Linked DNA regions of Mus musculus: region 1 is linked to region 2. The links are chromatin contacts, called in public HiChIP or PLAC-seq maps. All regions are on one chromosome and are shown on one strand. Each heading gives the region's core, a stretch centred on a gene start, on an enhancer-like site or on the middle of the called end of the contact. The rest is flanking DNA. Distances are from core to core; before and after follow the strand shown.

Region 1 (4,544 bases), core at 1,596-4,095, 520 kb before region 2:
CTGTAAGCTAGCCCAATTAAATTTTTTTTTATAAGACTTGCCATGGTCATGGTGTCTGTTCACAGCAGTAAAACCCTAACTAATACAGTCACTATCAGCACATCTTCATCAATTTGGTCCAATTCTCATTAAAAAGAGACTGGAACCTAAAACAACTGACTTCTCATTCAGTACTGGCTTCCCCATTATTATCCATGTAAGAGTAAGATGGAGTAAGAGGGGCTTTTGCAGATAAAACAAAATTCAAACTCCAATGTATCTCAGTCATCAAACAAGAAGTTAAAAAGTCTCCACAGCTAAATATAGTACCGTTCTCTTACAACCTGGAGGACAGAAGAGCTGCACAGAGATGGGCTTTGGCTATTTTTCGGGTAGTTTTCTTTGTCGGTTTGACCGAAACTAGAGTCCTCTGAGAAAAGGAAAGGATACTTCAGTTGAGAAAAGGCCTCCATCCGAGGAGCCTGAGGGCAAATCTGGGCGTTGGGGGTTGGGGGGAACTGAGATAACATTTTCTTAATCAATGACAGATATGGAAGAGCCCTCTGTGATGCCACCTCTGGGCTGATGGTCCTGGGTTGTATAAGAAAGCAGGCTGAGCAAGCTATGGAAAGCAAGCCACTAAGCAGCATCCTCCACCACGGTCTCTCAGTGCCTGCCTTGGCTTCCCTCAAGGATGGATGGAGATGTATAAGCCGAAGAAACCCACTGTGGTAGTTTGTATATGCTTGGCCCAGGGAGTAGCACTATTAGAATGTGTGGCCCTGTTGGAGTAGGTGTGTCACTGTGCGCATGGGCTTTAAGAGTCTTATCCTAGCTGCATGGAAGCCAGTATTCTGCTAGCAGCCTTCAGATGAAGATGTAGAACTCTCAGCTCCTCCTGCACCATGCCTGCCTGGATGCTGCCATTTTCCTGCCTTGACTTACTGGACTGAACCTCTGAACCTGTAAGCCAGGCCCAATTAAATGTCCTTATAAGAGTTGCTTTTGGTTATGGTTTTTATCACAGCAACAGAAAGCAAACTAGGTCAATCATAATAAATTCCTCAAAGACAGCAGAACAAATGTTAAACACACAAGTGTGTTTATCTCAGTGAAGATAACATCTTCCAGCAAACTTGGAAAAGCAGTGCGGGGGGTGGGGAGGGGGAGGAGAGAAACCATCAAAAAATTATGCATGGATCCTGGAATGCAAAATGGGTTTAGAAGGATGGATGAAAAGAAACGAAAACTAAAATAAAAAACAAACAGACAAGGGAGGGTGGCAGGAGACAACTAAAACTCAGACAACAAAAAGATGATATTCTCTATGTAAAAACATACCTATTTCATTTCATAAAATCCAGCCCTTAAAATCCAGTTTCTGACCTTGCTTTACAGGGACACTGTATATCTTTAAAAGTTGAAAAGTCTCTATTTAGATAATTTATTAACAGCTATATTAGTAGCTTGCTTCAGCTGCTCCCACAGGGGCTAAACTATTGCCAAAAACCACTCCAAATTTGACAGATCCAAGCTAAATGAGAGCCACGTTTCACATCTCAGTTTAAAGTAAGGAGCACACCTGTTTCTACAAGGACGCTTGCACTCCCTTATCTAGGTCTTTTCTAAAAACAAAATAAAAAGCCCACATCTTAGATGTAGAGGATGTCTGTCAGTTTTGTGGAACCAGTAGCAAGTTGCATACATACATACATGTACTACCTCAGGAAGTATCTGTTTCAGATCCTCAAAAGCATCCATCAAAAGCAGAAAAGATTAGATCTAAAGCAATGCATATGGGTGGTTACGTTGCCTTAGGTATGCTATCCCTCTAAAGCGCTCTCCCTCCCATTCTTAGTACAGCTCTCTGAAATTACTGACTAATACCCAGAAGCCATTTGAAACAATGTGTTCTTCTATCAGTCTTTCCCTCACCATGTCTTAATCAGGAATCAAAAGACTCCCGTCTTCGCGCATCTGTCTCTATTCCTCTAAAATGACAGGAAAGCAAAATAAACAATCTGGACACTACGGTCTGACTGTTCATCTGTAATCCAAGTGCCAAGCTGCACTTTGGCCCAGTAAGGTAATGACATGTCAATCTACTAAAGATTAGAAAGTACACGGAATCAAAGCCATCAGCCTCAATTCTCTTTACCTCTCTGAATTATCTATGGAATCTATGGCTTCAGAAAACTAGAACATGTTGCATACTGCACTGCTGACAAACGTCCTGAAAGTGATCATCAATGGGTATCGTGAGCATGTTTTCATCCACCCGGTCTAGACCGGAAAGCGACCTCTCAAATCCCTAGGTACTACATATTAATTGCTGCATATTAATATTTGGTCTTGACCTTCGGCAGGGAGCAAGAGAAGACTCACAGGGCACAAGCCAGTTCAGCACTTAGGACAGAATCACCCCGATCCTATTCTCCAGGGCCAATTTTAAACCTAAGCAACAACTGCAAACTTCCTCCCTCTTCCATTCCACTCGCTTTTATTTTTATTTTTCCCTTTCCTCCGGACGTCCCCCGCAAAGATTACATCTCTGATTTCTAAGTCGCCGCGTCAGACTGGGACGCTTCGGAGCAGATGCTAAGGGGACAGGCAGAATGGCCCGGAAAGGGCTGCCCAAAACCGGGAGGTAAGAGTCCTTCCCGAACCGGGGACAGCGCCCCACGGTGACCCCCCGATCGACGTCCTGCCCCGCCCCGCCCCACAGCCACCGTCACCTGTCCTCTAGCAGGGGCGCGGCGACACGGTTATGTCCTCCACCACAGCCGCGGCCCCGGAGACGTTCATGACCGACTCTAGGTTCTCCGGTGTCTGGGTCCGCTTCTGCCACCGTCGCCGCCGTCGCCGCCGTCCCCGCCTTCCGCACCGACAGCCGCCGCCACGTCCGCAAACCTGCGGTGCGTCATCGCGTAGAGTAGGCGGAGGTGCGAGGGCGCGGGCGGAGGCGGGGAACCCAGAACCCCGCGGCCAACCGCAGGCCCACGCCAGCACGCAGGCGCGCCGATGCGGCCGGGGCGGGGCCTGATTTCAGCCCCGCCTCTAGCCCCGCCCGTCCGGGGGCCGCCGGGCCGTGTTGGACTCCTGCAGTCTGTGAATCTAAACCCAACGGGTCCTCCTGGCTAAGAAACGTACTGAGCGGAGGGCATGCTTGAGGAAGAGCCAATGGAGAGCCGCTGTGCATTTCTTAATGCTCTGTATCTGGCACTTTCTTCTCGGTGGGGCAGAAGAAAGCAAAAACACTGGGCCGTGCTTTACCATATCGAACGAGCCCTAGAGCAGCAAACAAGACAGGCAGAGTGCCTTGGGTCTGTAGGTCAGCAGAGTGAGCCACCTAGCCAAGCTAAGCTCACAGTGCCCTGGAGCTGCACTTTGATGGGACAAAGTTGTCAACAACTTGTAACTAACCTACTTGGATTTGAAAATTAACAGGACGCCATTGGTGTTGCACTATCTATGGCAGTGAAATAAATACCTCTCTTCTGACTTTTTTTTTTTTTTTTTTTTTTTTTTTTAGAAATTTGCCGAAGTGGTAAATACAGTGTTTGTATTTATGCGAATGATGTATGACATTTTAAAGGTGCACCTGGTGTTTTGTGCTGACGACCGACAATGCACTTGACTAAATGCTTACCCATTTAGGTCAACATTGCCTAAAGACGTACCACACTTTTCTTTACAGTCCGAATACTTAGTAATTATAAAGCCTTTGGAACGCTGTTCCAATTTCCAAAGGGTTTTTTGTTTGATTGTTTGTTTGTTTGTTTGTTTGTTCTGTTGGTTCCTTGGTCGGTTGGTTTTCTGAGAAGTGCCTCTGCAAGGACTGGGATTTTACTTACATTGCAATAAGCGCCTTTTACTTGAAAGGACAAGGCACTGTGCTGAACAATGCTACAAAGAACTCCAGGCAAAGACAACCGGGGAAAAAAAAGTTTGCCCAAGTTATTCTTTGAGCTCTTGCCCCTGTGACACCGCTGTCTGTAACCATTTATCACGGAGACATTTTCTCATCAGGAGACAAAGGATATATTCCGTTCTTGATGTGTAGGGCCTCGGCTGTTCAGGCCTCATGAATGTTAATGGAATGCAACCGTCTTTTTGCAAGTAGGTTACTTTTCTTATTTTAATGTCAATAGGCCATGGAATCCTTGGGAGAGTCTGAGGGAGAACGAATTCCAAGCATTTCTTCAGGACTACTACCTGTTTGCTTTGAAGAAACATCCTACACGAGATCTGCAAAGCTTTTGAATGATTGTTTGTATCTAACTAAAATCGAGTATTTGTTTACCAAAAGGGCACACTATGTGTATATTTTATTATTAGACTATACAAAAGAAGCAGTTAGCCACGAATGTTGGCTGAGTTCCAGAAAGTTGGCCGGTAAGAACAAGTATTTGTCTTTGGAAAAGAGGGTGTTCTCAGCAATCCGAAGGCCAAAAGTAGTAGGTTTTTTTTCAGATCTCATCTGCTATGTTGTCCGTTAAAATTGTTCAGTTGAGAAGTACATGATTCTAGGAATTTGTAGTTTTATAGCTAACATTTAGACTGAG
Region 2 (4,532 bases), core at 738-3,237:
GGCTTTATGTGGGCTGTAGGCTCCACACTTTCCTCATGCTTAAGCTGTGAGTATGTTATCCACTAAGTCATGTGCCCAGACAAGAAGGGTTTTTAATTAAAAAAAAATTATTATATCATTTCTAGAATTGGATGGATAAAGAAAGTCTGTGTTCCTACAATGTCACAGCTTCTTAAATGTTCAGTTGCTTCTGAAGGCTAAACTGCTATAAGAAATTTACAGAAATCTTTTTTTGTTCTAAGACAAGGTCTCACCTTGTCTAGGCTGCCTCATATCTTGACCTGGCTTTGAGCCTGTTGTATTCCAGCATCAGCTCCCTGAGGGTGACATGATAGGCAGATGCCACCATGACCAGTTGCTAGACACTTTTAAAGACAGTGAGACTGGAATTTTAGAGTTCTAGAACATACTTTAGAGAAGTTTCGGTGCAGGCTTCTTAAATTTCCATATTTATTTAACAAATTTATGATGACTGTATTTACTTTCTATTTCTCATTTTTATTTCAAAGAAATTGTGGGCCACTACTACAACATGAAGCTATATCTCCAAGAAGTCTTTCCATTTGCCCCCATTGCTCTGCTCCTCCCGGTGTCCCACATATTAGATCGGCACCATAATTGCTAAAGAATGAAAATCATTTCACACTGAAAACAGATCTTAAGCTAGCAGTTAGTGTAGCCATCTCACTCAGAGGTATGAAGATACAAGCTCAAGGTAACTTACTGATTTGCTCAGGTCCACAGAACCAAAGTTGATATCAAGGACTAGTGTTATCTAAAGTTTTCATTCTCTCCTTTCGTTATAAATGACAAGGGCAACTGATAGGTCAATATACAAAGGCACTTTTGCTCTGTTCCTAGAAAATGAACCATAAAATACACTGAGGAGAAAAGAACAATCATAACAACAAAAGGCTGAACGTCATGGCACTGAGCAGCTCAGTTCAAGTGAAAATATACTATAGTGTTTCCTCCCTCCCCATCCACAGAAGTAACAGTTGAAACCAGCAGAAAATTCTGCCTTCCCTAGGATCCTATGCTCAGTTTCCAGCAGTAAAGAGTGGCAGTTACTGGAATCTTCACACAGCACATTAGCTGTGGTATCTTGCTGAAGGGGCTCACAGATATTTACTTAAACAAGCCATATAGCTCCCAGTAACTACAGTAGAAGGCCCAAATGGATCCTGTTGATTGTTTGAAATTATAATTCTAAGCAGGGTGATTAGATTTTAAACAACGCTACAAGCAATTCTTCCAGGGGCCATGAGGAACTCATGGCGCTGTGAGACTGGCTTCCTTCTAGCACGTTCAACAGTCATTGTGACTTTAGGAAGGAGGCAGAGGGAGCTGTTTAGGTGATGGATTAACGGGATGGTAGTCTATTGATTTTGAAAGCATCCCAATTTTCATTATGAAAACAAATAAGGATTAAATGGTTTGGGATAAGTCTTGGTGCTTGCTGTACACCCAGCTTCCTGATTTTGTATCCTGAACAAAAGCTACCAATTCATCTTGCTTTGCTTCATGTGCAGCACACTGCACTGTCTAGTTATCTACCTGTCTTACATATAAACTCTGCAAAGGCCCCCTTTACAATAACTCATATCTCTACTAAGTCGTCTTGCACTGGGCAGAGGCTCAGCTGCCTGATCGGTACCTAAAGAATAAAGTCCATGGGTAAGAAACAACCCCTGGAGGGTGGGGTGGTAATGGGGCTTCCACACTGATAGTAGCTACTTCATCTTTGGCTCGAGGCAGTCACTATCTCATTACCGGGATTTTGAAAGCAGGAAGTTGTGAACTACAAAACAGACACCTGTGGATGATCTGGAACTTGGACGCCTGCCTCGTGACGTTAAGGAATCAAACTGTATCTTACTGTGTGTGCTGCCGGCTGCTTGTGAATGAGGCCCACCCGAGCACTGCCTTTCCCTTGTTGCTCCCAGCCCTGTTTTTGTTTTCTGTTCTTCAGTCCCTCTCTGTTTTCTACAGCAGCAGTTCAGAAATGACGGGGCCAAGTCACAGAACAATCCTGTCTCTAGCCCAGTGTTGCAAACAGATTATGTCATGTGTTGGCCTTCTTCCACAAGAAGAAAAAAACAAAAAAAACTTACAAGAAGCAAAGCCACTTCTCAAAGCAAAGTAAACACACAGCCCATGACTGGCTGCATCTGGCACATGAGGAAGTATGTACTTCCAGTGGACCTAGTGTGCTGACTGTGGCACCAGCTTCTCTTTCGAGGCCACCAGACTGTCTTGGGCTGACCTCATTTCTCCTTTTAACCCCACTCCCAGTCTATCATTTGGTCAAGCAGGGGACCTTTCCTTATTTCAGCTCCTCTAAGTGGGACAGTGCCCCTGGCTATCATCAGCACAGTTCTTAGGGAAAAATGTTGGATGATTAAATGTGTTTTTAATATAAACGTTGTTTTGGTAGTACACACTGGAAAATGATGAAGTATGTAAATAATTTGAAAATGTCAGGCTGGGGATGAGGTGCTAGAACTTGTTAGTCATCTCAAGACCAGATTTCTCCAGAGCAAGTGGATTTGTGGGAGAGGAGCGGGGCACTAGAAGTTTCAAATAAGACACTGAATGTAACTAGGATTTAGTGAGGATCATATCCTAGCCTTATAATTAAGATTTACGGGCTTGACTGTCAGAGCAGGGGAACTGGGAGAGTGGGTCTTCAGGGAACGGCCCCAGGCAGTGGAGGACAAAGTGCCAAATGAGGGGAAATACAGAACATGACGCTGCAGGGGTGGAACCAGAAGAGATTACTATAAATTAGTGAGTGCCCAGAAGACTTCAAGGAAGTGGTAGGTTAATGCTGGATCCCGACCAAACAAACAGAAGACTTGGAACCATCATAAAGGGTAAAATAACGTGGAGGGAGGGGGATGGGCATGACGTCATCCACCCCGCGCCTCGGAACGCATGTGTGCATGGTTTGTTGATTTGGTTTACAGTAAACTGTATTTAACAGCTTACTGACAGAAAGTACATTTAACCAGAATAAATTTTGAGGATTATTTAAGACCATCAGGCTCTTCTCTCTTCCCTCTTTCCTCTTGCCTCTCTTCTCGCTCTTTCCTCCCCTCTGCTGATCGTTCTCCTCCTAAGTTATAAAGCGGCTTTTAACATGTACATACTGTGTGCCCAGCATGGAGCTAAGTGCTCCAGGATTCCACTTCCCAGGGGTTAGGAGTGTCACTGACCTGGAAGTGAAGTAGGCCTCTCTGACCGGCGTACTTAAGTCTCTGCTCTAATCATCCACTTCCTCTCTGAGCCTAAGAATTTTCAATGCATTCTCTGGCATCAAGTCATTTACCCCAAGAACTCTGTGTTATGATGGCCCTGACTTTAAGTTTTCTCCACCTCCAAGGGCCCAGAGAGCTCCATCCTTCCACGGGTTTGTATGTCAGGAGTCAACCAATACAGATAGGAAACATTCTTAACAAATCATACCTGTACTGAACACAAACCTATTTGTCTTCTTGTCATTATTGCCTAGATAATATAGTATTAATGTTATATTTATATAATCTGTATAAAACAATTTATACAGACCCTACCTTGGATTAGGTATTTCAAGTAGTCTAAATGACATATGGAAATATAAGAATTTGTGCATCAGTATATGGAAATACTTTCAAGAAGGACTTGAACATGCACAGGTTATGGTATCCTCAGTAGAACCCTGGAGCAACCCTCCCCACATACAGAAGGATCACTGTATCTTCATAGCTATTGTTTATGTAAACAGTATTGCTTACATGACCCATCTGTTCTGCTTAATGTCCTAAATGTTTCTCAAAAGTTCATGTGTTAAAGGCTTGCTCCCAGAGGGTGGTACTCCAGCAAGTGTTAGAAACATTTGGAGGTAGAACCTAGTAGAGAGAAAGCTAGGGCATGGCAGGCATGCCCTAGAAAGGTGCTATTAGGACTCTGTCCCACTGAGCCCTATTGCCCCTCAGTATTTACTAGCTGTCATGAGATAAGAAAGGTTCTCATGCCACACACTTCTACCTTGGTGTTGTTACCCCTCCCCCACTCCACCCCACCCCCGTCGGCGTAAGAACAGTGAAGGGAGCTACCAGGATCTGAAGCTTTGAACCAAAATAAAACTTTTGTATGAGTCAAGTTTATCACAGCAGTGGAAACTTTCCTAACATTCTCATTGTTGGGTTTCAAACTTGAGACAGATGGCTGAGGTGCCTATGTGACACATCAAAAATTGTCCTATCATCTCAGTCCCTAGCTGTTACAGGGCCTCCTGGCTAACATACCCCACCCCACCCTAAACTTCTCCAGGCCAGGGACTGGGCTGCCCTTGCTTGCTCTGTAATCTGACCAGTTTGGTAATCTGTTCCCTGCCTTCTACTCTCTTTTGGGCCTTCTGCCTGGTTCCCCTCTCTCCCCTCTCCCTTTCCCTGTGCTGTCTCCTTACATGACTCATATTATCTCTGGACTCCCACATATGTAATAGGCTTTCTCCTCTACCAAACCTGGGAGCAGTCATGTTCTCCCCC

Evidence for each region. HiChIP or PLAC-seq counts read pairs in DNA pulled down with a chosen protein or histone mark.
Region 1: an H3K27ac HiChIP or PLAC-seq map of microglia shows a contact between it and region 2, with 4 times the contacts expected there. The contact joins the promoter of Lysmd3 here to the enhancer-like site in region 2. A contact is called at or near these places in 1 of 39 promoter capture datasets (neural stem cells), 1 of 484 Hi-C or Micro-C datasets (myeloid progenitors), 3 of 115 datasets of contacts at active chromatin or transcription factors (extraembryonic endoderm stem cells, microglia and pancreatic cancer cells) and 1 of 9 other capture datasets (liver).

The regions. Positions count from the first base shown.
Region 1 is chr13:81,656,107-81,660,650 of GRCm38.p6, reverse strand. It overlaps Lysmd3 (LysM, putative peptidoglycan-binding, domain containing 3), which reads right to left and starts at 2,845. Exons shown (of 3, transcript NM_030257.1): 1 at 2,715-2,845.
Region 2 is chr13:81,134,411-81,138,942 of GRCm38.p6, reverse strand. The region is part of intron 87 of Adgrv1 (adhesion G protein-coupled receptor V1); the gene reads left to right. Among named protein-coding and RNA genes, the nearest start is that of Gm32639, 33 kb to the right of the region's middle. Within about 2 kb of position 1,987, at least 150 of the 459 cell types and tissues checked have an H3K27ac peak or open chromatin away from gene starts, as enhancers often do. A contact at or near this core is called in liver, microglia, myeloid progenitors and 1 more, where this site is marked.